Linked DNA regions of Gossypium hirsutum: region 1 is linked to region 2. A link is a contact called in public Hi-C data. All regions are on one chromosome and are shown on one strand. The core of a region is the stretch at or near the end of the contact, and the rest is flanking DNA. Distances in the headings are between cores, read along the strand shown.

Region 1 (4,277 bases), core at 1,599-4,098, 38 kb before region 2:
AATGCAAAAATCTTTCTAAAATCACATTTGACTCGTAAATACTAAATAATAAAATTTAAGAGCTTACTCGTCGGATTTGGTCGTAAATACTAAATCGAGTCCTCACTACTAAAAAATTAAATTAATTGAGCCCCTCTATTAACGGAAATAACTTTTTACTAGTTTTGACTATTAATTGATTGTGACGTGACAAATAAAAATACTAACATGTTGACACATGAGAAAGGATTGTATGAAACTGTGATTCCATGTTATACCTATCCCTTTCCAATAGGAAAATGACAAATCAGATTTTTCCTCTTGATTTTCAACCTTTTCCTCTTGAAAAAAATTCAAATCCAACTAAAAATGCTAAAAATCGGGAGGAAAAAGTTGATTTTTCATTCTCCTATTGGAAAGGGATAAGAATGACGTGGAATCACAGTTTCATATAATCCATTCTCGTTGACACATACACACCATATGAATTAATATGTCAACAAATTAAAAATTATAAAATGTTATTGACATTACAAAAGAGAAATTATTTTGTACATGAATTTTTAGACTCCACAAAAACCAGAGAACTGAAAAAACTAGATATTAAAAAAAACACATGTCAATTTTTTAATACTGTTGGTGAAATAATTACTATTCTCAAATCCCACAATTCTCTTACAGCTCATCTCATGTTTATATCACAAACCAACACACAATAGACATCCTTTTACTAACATTATGATTCCACCTGCAAATGTTAACATAAACCCAAAGCTAGCTTCAGCTCCAGCTTTTACTGTAGTTGAAGTTGAATCATATGAGAAAAACCATTATAAGGGTGTAAAAAGATGACCATGGGGTAAATTCACGGCTCAAAGTATTTGGCTTGGAACATTTCACATCGCCATTAAAAGTAAAAATCATATTAAATTCCTTGGAGTTTTTTGTAATTTATTACTAACAATTTTTTTTTATAATTTTTTTATAATTTCTAACATTTTATTATTTATGGTATTTATTTATAATTTTCTGTAATTTGTTATTAATTTTTATAATTTTATTTAGTTTTTGAATAATCTTAACAATTATTTAAATATTTTAATAATTTTTATTTTATATTTTTAATAAGTATACATTCTTTTTTATATTTTAAAATATTTGCCATTTTAGCATATTAATATGAAAATATGGAAGTTAAATGAATTAGTTATTACGTTGAGTTGCGACTTAGAGGAACAACTTAAAATTAAAATAGTAAACAATAAATACAAGGAATTGTTTATGTAATTCGGATCCAATCAGTAGTAGTTGATTTCACAGTGCAATAGATGATTTAAATTTAACCTCATTCATGCTCGTTGCAATCTCTTTCCCATATAATCAGGGGCGAAGCTAGAAAATATTTTTGGGGAGCGAAATTAAATTATAATTTTTAATAGTCTATATCTTTATAAAAGTTAAAGGATTAAATCAAATTTTTATCATTTTTAGGGGGTCAAAGTGTAATTTTATCTTTACTAATTTTAAATTTTATGATTTTTAAAGGGCTTAAATGAATAATTTTTCATTTTAGGGGGTCGGGCCACTGCCAGCCCTCTAAACACGCCATTGCATACAATTACAATGAAAGAACTCTTCCTACTAAGACTTTCCCCAATAAAAATTTAGGGCTAGTTTAGCAATACTTTTGAAAGGTGCTGTGGAAAAGTGCTTTTGAGAAGTACTTTTAAAAAGTTTGGTTTAAAATTTGAGTGTTTAACATTGCTGTCAAAAAGTGCTTTTGAGAAATAAAATATTCATTTTAGACATGTTATTATCAAGTAACAAATATGCATTTAAATAATGTTGAAATTAGTTAATATTATTATATTTTAGTAAGAATATAAAAAAATTATTATAACTTGTTGTTAATATTTTAATATATGAAATATAAATTTTAAATATTTTTAAGTAATAAATATTAATTATTTGTAAAATTTAATTAGAGTATATAAACTATATTTTAAATAGTTAAATATAATTAATGATTTTAACACATTTGTAATTAAGACCTAATAAAAAAAAGAGAAAGTACTATGTTATCAGGGAGATGAAAAAGTAATTAAGCACCAAAAATATTTTTGAGAGAGGAAAAGCTAAAAAATTTAGCTTCTCCTTTTGAGGAGTGCTTTTCAATTTTAAAAAAACTAAAAATTTCAGGCAAAAATAATTTGTTTAGCATAGTTTTTCTTCCAAAAGTACTTTTTAAAAATACTTTTTTTAGTGCTAAAATGGTAAACCCACTTTAAATCTATAAGGATTGTACTCACGAAATGTTGTTGGGTTGAATCCAACTAGTATGATGAGAAAAAAAATCTAGAATTCCACGGAAGTAAACCACATGATCGTGTAACAATATAAAGATACCATGCATAATTCTTCTTTTAAGTAAATTTGATAATTAAGGAAAGATAATCGCACTTGCCTAAGTTTCTTTGTCAGTAAGTCTTCTTTTATTTATTTATTTTGCTCAATCAAGTATAATATTAAAAAGTCCAAAGCAGACCAACAAAAAAGAGACTGGCAAGACCTCCAAAAGTGCGAGGTGGAGATGAGTTAAAACCAAGCAAAGCACATTCCAAGTTTACCCAGTCCCAATTTGGCAAGTCCATCACCTAAGCCATTAGCCTCCCTTCGTGTATGAATGAAACTGACTATGAAACACATCAATGTCAAAAAATACCTTTCAGAACTTCCAAGGACTCTGAACAGGATTGAAAATACATTTAATAGAGTTCAAAGATTTAGTCCCAATAACAAGATGTGTATTGCCATTCCAAGGAGAAGAACAAAATAAATGTAGTGCCATCAGCAGGATTCAATGCCCATAAAACACACCCCAAGTCAACCCCTCGTGATCTCTCAGTACTCCCCCTACACCAGCATAAGTAGAACCTACCCTCCAAGCACCATCAACATTAAATTAAGCATTTCAACAGAAGCACTCCATTCCACCCTTCGATTTGTTACTAGTCGCCAAGTTAAAGATAAAATGAGGATTACACCACCACCGTTCCTCCTGTGCATCGATGTTAGGAAGAACTTTGACCCAATCCATAGACCTCAATTTGCACAAAAGAACAATCTCATCAACAGTCCAAACTTTACATTTAAAAACAGATTGATTGCGAGCAAGCTAAAGCGTCCAAATTAGCAAAGTTGCCCGAATAAGTCTTTTATAATGCTACAAAATTTGTTTAAAAGCTGCACAAAATTAGTCAAAAAAAGTGCCAACAAAAATAAACTAGTCTAACTACTATTACTAATATATATAAGTCTTAGTTGATGGTTCTTAGAGGCGCATTTTATATAATTAACTATTGGTGTTTGCGGTCACTAATCACTTTAATTAATTAATTTCCACATGAAATAAATTCAGAAGTGGATCCAAGTAATTTAAATTAGGGTAAATTATAAAAACAGCCTTTAAATTTATTTTCATCACTCAATTACTAATCTTTTCTGTTTAGTCACTTAATTTTTTGAAATTAAATATTTTAATCACTTTTTCGAGTAATAGAAAGCTGGCATAAACCCCTTTTTTTTATTAGCCTAATAGTAAATTTAACCCTTTAATGTTTACCCATTTTATCAATTTAATCTTAAATTTAAAAAATTACAAACTTAACCCTCAATATTTACAAAATTTATTATTTTAATTCTAATTCTAAAATTCAATAAATTTAACCTTTAATATAATCTAATAATGTAACGAAGTTTTTTAAACAGTGATGTGGTAAATTAAAAAGTAAGGAGAGCTTAGAGGCTTCTTTTATGTCTTAACCGACTTTTTTTCTTTTTATTTTTTAACCTTTTGAATTCTATATAATAATAAAAGTACAACAAAATTAAAAAAAAAAACAAGGGAAAAAATGCAACATCGTTATCACACACACAAAAATTTAAAATTTAAGCTAAAATATTTAAATAAATTAACCAATTAATACAAGATATGAAATGGTGTTGATTCCGTGACAAAATTAAACAACTTTACCAATAAAAAAAGGTATAAAATAATAATATTTCAATAGAAAAACAACAACAATTACATCATAATTCATACTTTCACCAGGAATTGCATCAAAGCATCTATAAAAGTATAGAACATAATGATCCTCGTGAAATGAATTGTATATAATTAATATAATAATTTAGTAATTCTTTTTCAAAAGAAAGAAAATTAATAATAAAAAAAAGGGGAACATCAACGGCCAAATTTGACCGGAGGTGGCGTAGAAGAAGGGTACAGCCATTGAAAG
Region 2 (4,261 bases), core at 288-2,787:
AATGTGTTAAATGAAAATGGGTACTTATAGATTATTTTACCTATTTTGGCATGAATTGAAATAGTACTTTGAATTGATTATGTGAGGTGTCATTGAATGGCATATTGGTTTAAATGTTTATAAGAATGATGTATGGTATGTGTTGACATGATTATTGATTGTTTTGAGCAGGTTTAATTCATGTTATATGCTTAAAGTTGATGTCTTGTAAGGTTGGGTTGAAACATATACAAAATGACTTATTTTTGCACTACACGGTCGTGTGTTAGATACGAGCTGGTGGCACGACCATGTGATTTTTTGGTAAAAATGAACATTTAGGGTCACACAGCTCCCGTTTGTTACACAGGCCAGCCACACAATCGTGTGACTATTGGAGGACATGGCCGTTTTTATGCCACACGGCTTAGACAAAAGGTTATGTGTCTCCTGTTTTTCATAAATGTCCTTATATTTTTAAAATATTGCAATTTGATCCTTGTTTGTTCTCGGGACAACTTTAGAGCTCACGTAATCTTGTATAAGACTCGAACAAAATTTTAAATTGTATTAAATGGTTAAAGTTATTGAATTTTGACTGTTAATTGTTTATAATTGTTCCATTTTGTACTGTAGCATCCTATAACTCGATCCCGACGACGGGGACAGGTAAGGAGTGTTACACGAACATTTAGCAAAGTTGATTTATCATATCTACAAATTAATTATTATATATATTTAATCGATGAATTTAAATAATAAAATGTACATATTAAAATTAAAATATATAAAAATGTTTTATTTTTAATCCGAGATGTTATTAGACATACCTAAAGAATAATTATCCCAAACCATGATTTATAGAAATTTGTTAATAAAATAAATGTCGCAAGAAATCTTTAGTTATATATTAAATAATCGATTATTATTCTCCATACGCTTAGAAATTCATCGAAATAATTATAGTTATTAACTATTAATTCAATATAAATTATAAATAAAAAAACTAAAGACACTATTTTCTCAAAAAAAAATCTATAAAATTAATAAATGTATTAAAAAGACTCGAAATGATGAAGTTGTTGAAAAATGAAGTGTTAAAATTAAATGTACAAAGAGAGAGAGAGGGGGTATAAGGGTAAATGCAAAGCGAAGCTGGGCTAGGCCCATGGGTGACAACGGGAAAACATTGTTTATTCAGAAAGGGTATCTTTTAGGTGGGTCCTATAACAGAAATTAGACTGTTTTGTGGGCCCCTAACCCCCAAGGAGCCCGGACAATTGGGCCCCATTGGTAGCAACACCTGACAGCCCCTTTCCGCCTCGATATTTTCAACTCCACCGCATTAGAACAGCGCGTGCACTCCAATCTAATTTATCTGACCACAAATGTAACAAAACAAATAATAACAAAATATGTAGTTTCCTCATAAATTCCTATATTTTAAAAAAATTCAATTTCATTCAAAGAAAAATGAAAATACATAAGGAGAGGTTCATTTCAGGCAAAAAGGGTTGATAAGTAAAGCCAAAGAGAGGCGCGTGAGAGAGGTAGGGGAGAAATAAGCTATCACATGGTTGGTGGGAAGTAGATCCCACCCTCCACAATGTGCCACACGTCTCATGTCACATCAAACCAAAAAAAAATATCACAATCCCATAAATTTAATTTTTATTAATTAAATAAACTGCCCTTTGGATCCACCCAACCAATTGTTTTATTTTTCTCTTTCTTATGGACTCGGAAACTCGGCGGGTGTGTTTTTTTTCTCTCCATCCAAACCACCTCTTGTTCTACAATCTTGTTTGTACGTCAAAATATTGAAATTTTTTTACTCATAAAATCTCCATTTTGGTAAAATATTTAGGGTTCATTGTATATATATTGTGTAATTAAAAATTAATATATATGCTAATATTATATAAAAATTAAATGTGATTTTGATTGAAAACATGAGATTTAATTCAAAATAAATAAATTTATATCAAAAGCAAAACCAAAGACTCATCAATTAATGTGTTTTAAATATGAAACTAGTAGGTTTTTTTGCTTTATAATTTGGAAATTTTGTGTAATTAATTTAACATTTTTTTTATTTTAACATTAATTTTATTATAACTTCTTATTATATATGTTATTTTTTATATAATACCTAGAATTATTTATAGTTCCTCTCTAATTCTTAAATAGTAGGATAATGAACTTAAACGACCTCCTGCATTGACAACAATGACTATATCAATCAAACTAAGACCCAATCAACTTTTTGATTTAATTCTTAATTTCATCTTCTCATTCTACGAAAATATAGAAGTTTGCCTCTTAATTTTGATTGGTCAAAATTTAGTTTTCGTGATTTATAATAACTGAATTTTTTCTACTTGGTTATGGTAAATACATGAACTTAAACGGTAGGTTTTTATTAATGTGTTGTCTATAAATTATGTAATACTTATTTTTATTAATATCAATGATGTTAAATAAAATGTACGAATAAATATTAAATTTATACATGAATTTTGTTTCAATGTGTAATTTAATACATAAATTTTGATTTCACGAAATCATACACACACGAGACTTAAATTGTAATTCATATGTATAAATGAAACTTTTATTTTGATTGAATTATATACATTTAAAGAATATATAGTTATTAATGTATAATTATATTAATTTAATGAATTTTTAAAAATTAAATTAAAATATATTTTTATATATTGTGAAATGGGTGAGTGACCTTTTGAGTCAGCCACTGGGAGTGGGACCCTCTCTGTTTTTAAGTTACACTCACACACACGTAAACTGTTTGGTTTCCCATTTTGATTAATTTATTAATTAATTATGAATAATAGGCAGTGCACAGATCCCTATAAAAGCATCTTACTCCTTGAATTTTGTGCCCCACCCTTCACTTTTGTTTGTTTGGGTTTTGGGGTTCATTTTTATTACCTTTCCCCACCAAGCCAAGCCAAGCCGAGCCTACCCCAGCCTAACTCTCCTTTAACTTTTTTTTATTTTTCCCCTTTTCTTTTTAAATTTAAGAATCAACTTGTTTTTTTTTCTTTCGAAACATATCTACTCTTTTTCACACAATATTTGGAGCTACCCATAACTTCTCCTCAACCTATAAATGAAATAATAATGCGCTTTAACACACTCGAATTCATGTCCTATTACATTAACAACGATGCTCATATTCAAAGATTTAGAATATTTATTATTTAAATTTTCTTTACTTTTTTAAATAGGGATTTAAATTTGAATGTTTAAATCCATTTTTCTTTATTTTGGATTTATTTTATTTAAAAAATATACTTTTATAAATAATTAGTTAATTTAAATTTAGACGATAATATTTAGATTTAATGCAAATAATAAATAAACGAGATTAGTGACTATCTAATTGGCTACCTTCTATATTTCTTCACCTTTTTATGCAAGGCTGAAGTGGATCCTACAATGCCCTGGGCCAGATTATGGTCCTATGTCCAAATCTGAATAGTTCAGTCCAATTTGGTGGTCTATTTTTATTGTTGATTATTATAAAACATTTGAAATGTATTCAATATTCTTAATCTAACATATTTATTTAATTTTTATAATTATATTTTATTTTTTACCTACTCAATATGTGTTATTATTAACTTCTAATATTAAATTTTTATTTTTAAATATAAATATATATTCTAAATACGTAATACGCGTATGATAAAAATTCTAATTAATATTTATTTTTAAAATATTAATATCTTATTTGATTGCGAATTAAGCGGTTTCAAAATTTAGAATAAATAACAGAATGTGTATTTTTTTTTTTGGTAAAACACATTCTGCTCAATGTCTAATCCATGCAGATAGAAATAAGTAGAATTAAAACAACAAACAAATTGAAAAACTGCTATATGTTGTTTTTTTATCAAAATTAAAACAACAAACAAATTAAAAACGATATTAAAACTAATGTGACCTTTCTCTCTCCATCTTTGGTAAGATAAGCAGCGTGAAACAATGAGTTAACTGCAGTTCCGGTCGTCCATAGCATACTTGTTGTGGTAAAAATTGCTATATGCTGTTTTCTATCCATTCAGTCATCATATTTAAGTTTTTAGCCAACAATCTCAGCATAAAACCAATGCAGGTAGCTTATAAAATAGATGGGCCGGCTTTTCCAAAACACAAAGTAATGTCTACAACTGCATAAATGAAAACACAAGTATCAGCTGCAATGCAAAAGAAATTTGGAACAAGAGTCAAAAAATCTGATTTGGGGGAGTCGGGA

Evidence for each region. Hi-C and Micro-C count contacts between places; a contact is called where the count stands out from the background.
Region 1: a Hi-C map of leaf shows a contact between it and region 2, with 3 times the contacts expected there. The contact joins two enhancer-like sites. A contact is called at or near these places in 9 of 34 Hi-C or Micro-C datasets (callus, fibers, hypocotyl and 2 more).

What each region holds. Positions count from the first base shown.
Region 1 is chrD03:5,199,537-5,203,813 of Gossypium_hirsutum_v2.1, reverse strand. No RefSeq gene overlaps it. Among protein-coding and RNA genes, the nearest start is that of LOC121215772, 21 kb to the right of the region's middle. Within about 2 kb of position 2,848, at least 4 of the 9 cell types and tissues checked have an H3K27ac peak or open chromatin away from gene starts, as enhancers often do. A contact at or near this core is called in fibers and leaf, where this site is marked.
Region 2 is chrD03:5,160,642-5,164,902 of Gossypium_hirsutum_v2.1, reverse strand. No RefSeq gene overlaps it. Among protein-coding and RNA genes, the nearest start is that of LOC107950428, 12 kb to the right of the region's middle. Within about 2 kb of position 1,537, at least 4 of the 9 cell types and tissues checked have an H3K27ac peak or open chromatin away from gene starts, as enhancers often do. A contact at or near this core is called in fibers and leaf, where this site is marked.